Regions from separate parts of the Muntiacus reevesi genome. Here region 2 is linked to region 1. The links are chromatin contacts, called in public Hi-C maps. All regions are on one chromosome and are shown on one strand. The core of a region is the stretch at or near the end of the contact, and the rest is flanking DNA. Distances in the headings are between cores, read along the strand shown.

Region 1 (3,211 bases), core at 454-2,953:
ATGGGGCACCTGATGCTATGCTCATAAGCAAGACTCCTGGGTGGGCTTGGTAAACCCATCATTTCTGCATGTATTTCTCTCACGCCACACACAAGAGTCCTAAGAGATGGGTATCATCAGCTTCCAGATGAGGATGTTGGGATTGAGGCCTTCCAAAAAAAGGTGCCAGGGTCCCAAGGCAGGCAACTGGCAGAATCCAGATTCCAGTTCAGGCCAGTCGGGAGCCACAGAGCCTTGACCATATTACGAAAACAGGTAAAACTCAAGACTGTAACCTTTATCGAGCTCTCCTGGCAATGATTTTGCAATCTCCTCTGAATACCTTTTCTGTGAGAGACTCAATAACTCAGTAAGAGTGAGTATAACAACCTAGTAACCATTAAACCCAAAGCAGCAGTCATATAAACAAACACATGGGGCCAGAAGAATCCGCCGGAAAAAAACGGAAAACTCTCAGCTGGGAATCCCTCACCTTAACCACGCTTAATTTCTTAGAAAAGCAAGCTGAAGTGAAAAATCAACCACCTAGATCCAAAAGAAGTTAATTTCAGAGATGCTGACATGAAGGACCTGTTTCTAAGATGAAAACGTAAAAGCGAAAAAAATGTCAAAAAGTCACACCTCTCATGAGAGAGACCCACTTATCGATAAATAATGATCCTCTGTCACAGCACGAGAAAAACTCATCTGCAAGCGGTTTAATCGACTCTAGGCCACACATGATTTTGAATGGGGTCTTTCATATGGTAATTAGATTGTAGTGGAAAAACGTGAGGCGTACAATGGGCGCCAGCTTTGGCGGGGAAGAGGCGCCTCCACTTTCTTACCAAAAAAATATCCTACCAGGGTTCTCCCGAGGGTAGGGCAGTTGCCCGAGGTCAGGGAAAACACCTGAGGGTAACAGCCTCCATAAGCAGGGCAGAGATGCTTTAAGGACCATTCAGGGCGTCAGCAACCGGCGGCGAGACTGCAAGACGATGCAGGGGCCGGGCGGGCCGAGCGCGCACTGCGGCTCAGATTCCCTTCTCCAGAGGACAGTCTGGAAGACTTGGGGTGCTGGCGGGGGTGGTCTTTCTTCCACAGGGAAAACCTTCATCTCACAAAAGGTCTCAATGCTTAGCCCAGCTTCCCGAACAGGACCGGGAGCAAAAACAAAGGCGCGCGCGGCTCCAGCATCCGCCGACCGGCTGGCGGGTCGTGACCCACCTGACCTCCACCTGCCGGACGAGAAGGCCGCGCGCGCGTGCCGGGCCTGCCCGCCTTCGCCGCCGGGAGACCTGGGGGTGGGGGTGGGGGCTCGGCTCAGGCTGGCGGGCAGCCTCTGGGGGTGGGGTCGCGGGGTCCCGGGCCGGCGCCCCCACGCCCACTGGCGGGGCTCGTTCGGGCTGTCCCTGCGCTGCTGCAGTGCGCGCTCCACCGAGCCACCTGCATGCAGCCCGGGCGCGCCCCCGAGGCGCCGCCCGAACCCCTGGGCACCCGGCGAGGACGCCACCGCCGCTCGCGGGCCCGCGGGAGGAGACGCCGCCCGGCTCCCTCGGCTTCCGTCTGACAGACGAGCGCGCGGCCCACTTACCGGCGGCGGCGGCTTCTTCCGCGGAAGGCGCGCTCACGGGAGAGGCGCGGTGGAGCCGGCCTGGACGCCACGGGTCGAGCGAGTCCGCCGGGACCGCGGAGGAAGCCCCGCGCCCGAGCCTCAGCGGCTCCGGGATACTGGGGCGGGCCGGGAGGCGGGTCTTCGGCGGCGCCTGGGGAGGGCGTGGCCAAGGGCGGGTCCTCTGCTGGGGCGTGGCTTGCGAGGGCGTGGTCTGTGGGGGCGGGTCGAGGGGGCGGGCCCTCAGAGCGTAGGGGCGGGGCTAAGGGGCGGAGATCCTCTAAGGACGGGACGGGGCCAGCGTCGGGAGGTGGGGCTCTCGAGGCATGTGGGCGGGGCCAAGGGAAGAGCCCTCGGCGCGTGGGGGCAGGGCCGAAGGCGTGTCCTCGACGCTGGAGGCGGGGCTTCCAGGGCGGTTCCTGGGCTCGGGGACGGGGCCAGGAGGCGGTTCCCAGTGGGCGGGGCGGGCTCAGGGAGGGGGGTCCTCTGCTCGCGGGGGCTGGGCCTGAGCCCAGGCCTGGCAAGCACCACGCTTCCACCCGGTTTTCCGCAGAGTCAGGGAATCAGCCAGCCCCAGGTGGGGTTTGGAGTGACAGGCAAGGAGAAACCGTTGCACCCGAGACCGGTGGGGTCCGTGGCACCTGGCCATCGGGACCACGCCCCAGAGCCTCGGGGAGGAAGCAGAGCAAACCCCTCCATACATGCTCGGGGCGCAGGAGGTTTGGGGGACCCTGGCTAAGGTGCCCCACCCCAGCCCACAGGCTTCACTTTTCCCATCCTTGGCATCAGAGGAGGTGAGGGAGATAATTCCTGCAATGAACTTCTTTATGTAGCTCTGGCTTAGGAAGGAGACCTCACATCAAGCCTAAAGGGCATAAATATTTCCAGATAAACCCCTAACCCCTTTCAGGGGTCTTCGGGACCCACACAGTCTAGACTCACCCAGCCTGGCCTGACAGCCGCAGGGCAAGAGGCACCTGATGACCCGGATCAGGCAGAGTTCACCTGAGCACCTGATGGCCCCAGCTTGGGGCTCCCAGCCAACCAGAACAGTGCCACCTGTTGATTGAGGTTGTGGTTTTTGCAGAATCAGATTTAGTCTGGGTCTCAAAAATACTAGGCCATCCGTGAAAGAGTCTGAGGGGATGGGAGTGGGGAGTCTATGAACACGCTGAAATTGGATAGAACATGTTGTGTTTATCTGTGTTTCTGGAGAAAGGGTATAGAATTTGTATCACGTTCCCAGGGGCTCTATCTCCTCACCCAAAATACCAAGAATATTTTAATAGTTTGAGATGCTGGACCTCTGGCCCAGCCAGGCTTCTGATTCTGATCTTCCATCTCCATTCCATCCATACCAAGTGTCCCAGATGAAAGCCCTCTAATAGTCAGTTCTAGGAATGGTCTTAAAGTGGAAACAGAATAAAACTTAAAGGATTGAGCATTTGGCAAGACAAAGAATTAATGAAAATTGATTTCCTAATGAAGATGTGATAAACTCCATCTTTACACAAACGAAGTTGACAAACATATGAGTTTCTTTTCTTTTCTCCTTTTTTCTTTTTTAGGCTCCTCAAATCCTACCACTTTCCACATTACATTGAACTAACAGAGTTAAGG
Region 2 (3,211 bases), core at 458-2,957, 140 kb before region 1:
CTCAAAAGAAACAGAAAAACGGGCAAGGAATGTGAGGGTTTTTTTTTTTTAGGAATGTTTCTTTTAACCCAAAATCAAAAGGGTGAATGAAGTGTGATAAACTTTCAGCTTCTCAGTCAAATGTAAAGTAAAATTTCACACTCATCAGGAAAAAACGTTAAAAGTCTGAAGATAGGAGGGGGTCGGTTAGGAATCTCGCCAAATTAAAGTCAAAAGGCAAAAATACCATTTTAAAGCAATGGTATTACCATTCGACTTCCCTGGTGGCTCAGACGGTAAGGCGTCTATTACAATGCGGGAGACCTGTGTTCAATCCCTGGATCGAGAAGATCTCCTGGATTAGGAAATGGCAACCCACTCCAGTATCCCTGCCTGGAAAATCCCATGGACGGAGAAGCCTGGTAGGCTATAGTCCACGGGGTCGCAGAGAGTCGGACACGACTGGGCGACTTCACTCACTCATTACCATTCGAATAATGAGACTGGCAGAGCCATTCTCTGGCCGGAGGAAACACCCTGATGAGGAGGGGTATATTTTTGCATAACAAGGCCAACTTTTTCAGGAGAATCGGGCAGGAAGGGCATGCCCACACTCTTGAGGCAGCGAAATTTTCACTTATTGTGTGACTGCTCCCCCCCCACACCCCCCGCCAAAAAAAAAGACGCACTGGTACAAAACACACTCAAGGATTTCCAAGAGGCCGAGACGCTCCGGAACGAGACACCGCCAGGAGACGAGACGGGGCAAACCGGGAGAGCGCGGTGACCACCTAGGAGCGATCTGGGCTCCCGAAGGATGCAGTGGAGGGAAAAGTGAAGTCGCTCAGTCGTGTCCGACTCTTGGCAACCCCGTTGGGCTGTACAGCCTACGAGGCTCCTCCGTCCACGGGACTTTCCAGGCAAGAGTACTGGACTGGGTTGCCATTCCCTTTCTCCAGGGAAATCTTCCCCACCCAGGGATCGAAGCCGGGCCTCCTGCATTGCGAGCGGACGCTCTGACCGTCTGAGCCACCCAGGGAAGCTAGAGGGAAGGCGGCAGGAATTGAAATGAATGAGGAAGACGAGTCCCAGCTCGCAGCACCCCGGGGCCCGCCGCCAGGAGGTCAAGGCCGCGGGGCATTTCTGGCCGCCGACGGCCACTCCCCCCCGCACTCCGGGACGCCCCGAGGGTCAGCAGAGGCCGGGAAAGGGTCAGGGGCCCCCGCGGGCCGAGGGGCCGGCTGGCCGCCGAGGCCTTGCCCTCGGACGACAGCTGCAGGGCAAACCAGGGGAGGGAGTCAAGGAGGAGGGGCCGCGGCCCCGGCCCGCCCCGCCCCGAAGCCGCGGAGGCAAAACAGAAACCCAACGCCGAGGAAATGAAACTAGACGCGGCCCGGCCCGGCCCTGCCCGCCGCCGCCGCCGCCGAGCGTCTCAGCCGTCGGGAGCGATATGGCCGCCGCCGTCTGCCCCGGCCCCGCCGCGGCCCCAAGCCGCCGTGCCGGGCCGACGAACCGCCCACGCCCACCGCCGGCCTCCCCCACCCCCCCGCACCCCGCCTCGCTTGCCCGCCTGCCCGCCCTCCTGGGACACGGCCCGCTCCACCCCTCGCGGCTGCTCACCGCGCTGAGGCGGATCCCGCTGGGTGGCTGCGTCGCCATCTTGAGCGAGTTACAAAGCCAGGACCGGCCTCAGCCGCAATCAGACTGGGAGGCGGCTGCGGAGCGCCGAGGAGCCCGCGAGGCCCCGCCTACTTCCGGGGCGGGCCGCGCGGGCTGACCCCCGCCCCTCGACTTCCGCCTCCCGGCGCCTGGGAGTTGGGAGTGTAGGGCAGGTAAATTCCCGCGGGGGTTAAGGAAGCAGGGACCGCTGGAGTGGTGGGTGGGCTTCAGGCTCCGGGCGGGGGCCCTGCAGAGTAAGGCGCACGCGTGACGCTCAACCGGGTGACTGCAGTAACTGAACCTACAGACTTTGCCAAACAGTAATCGGTATTTTGTTGTTCACTCGCTCAGTCGTGTCCGACTGTTTGTGACCCCATGGACTGCAGCACACCAGGCCTCCGTGTTCATCATCATCTCCCGGAGTTTGCTCAAACTCATGTCCATTGAGTCAGTGATGCCATCCAACCATCTTATCCTCTGTCGTCCCCTTCTCCTCCCGCCTTCAGTCTTTCCCAACAGCAGGGTCTCTTCCAGTAAGTCGGCTCTTCGCATCAGGTGGCCAAAGGATTGGAGCTTCAACTTCAGCATCATTCCTTCCAATGAATAGTCAGGGTTGATTTTCTTTGGGATTGACTGGTTTGATTTCCTTGCAGTCCAGGGGACTCTCAAGCATCTTCTCCAGCAGCACAGTTCGAAAGCGTCCGTTCTTTGGTGCTCAGCCTCCTTTATGGTCCAAATCTCACATCCGTACCTGACGACTGGAAAAATCATAGCTTTGACTAAACGAACCTTTGTAGGCATAGTAATGTCTCTGTTTTTTAATATGTTTTCTAGGTTTGTCATTGCTATTCTTCCAAGGAGCAAGCATCTTTTAATTTCTTGGCAGCATTCACTGTCCACAGTGATTTTGAAGCTCAAGAAAATAAAGTCTGTCAGTTTCCCCATCTATGCCATGAAGTGATGGGACTGGATGACTGATATGATCTTAGTTTTCTGAATGTTGAGTTTTAAGCCAGCTTTCTCACTCTCTTCTTTCACCTTCATCAAGAGTCTCTTTAATTCCTCTTTGCTTCTGCCATAGCCTGGTGTCTTCTGCATATCTGAGGTTATTGATATTTCTCCTGATTAATTGATATTAATCAGTATGGAGGCTGCAAATAATAAAGAGCCCTGTCTGGGGTCTTGGGAATTACAACTGGGGATACACAGGTTCTAGCAAAATAGAATGTTTGGGGAAGAGAAAGAGCCGGGGGGGGGGGGGGGGGTTATAAAGGCAAAATCCACAAGTTTTGTTAAAGTTGTATTGCAGGAATTATGATTGACTTTGATACTAAAAGGAAATATTCGTCTTTAAGGAATGGATTTGTCACCAGTTATTTAGGGTATGGGCCGGATAAGTATCTTGAATTTCTGCAACCCTGTGCAAATGTTCTGAATATCTTTGTTAGACGATAAGTAGTCAAAAGGTCAGATTCAATCTGGGCAGAGACATAAGTCACTTCCTCAGTGGCCTCTGGCTCCACTCTGGAGAGTTCTTTTAGCAGTACAAAACTGATTCTTTTTTGATTTTCCT

What was found. A called contact is a pair of places that touch in the nucleus more often than the background predicts.
Region 2: a contact with region 1 is called in a Hi-C map of blood, with 3 times the contacts expected there. The contact joins the promoter of MORC3 here to the promoter of DOP1B in region 1. A contact is called at or near these places in 2 of 3 Hi-C or Micro-C datasets (blood and muscle).

Annotation. Positions count from the first base shown.
Region 1 is chr8:27,868,486-27,871,696 of mMunRee1.1, reverse strand. DOP1B (DOP1 leucine zipper like protein B) reads right to left here and starts at 1,703. Exons shown (of 37, transcript XM_065943007.1): 1 at 1,574-1,703.
Region 2 is chr8:28,005,081-28,008,291 of mMunRee1.1, reverse strand. It overlaps MORC3 (MORC family CW-type zinc finger 3), which reads right to left and starts at 1,707. Exons shown (of 17, transcript XM_065942373.1): 1 at 1,600-1,707. The coding sequence starts at 1,638. It overlaps LOC136173088 (a long non-coding RNA gene), which reads left to right and starts at 1,851. Exons shown (of 3, transcript XR_010664175.1): 1 at 1,851-3,211.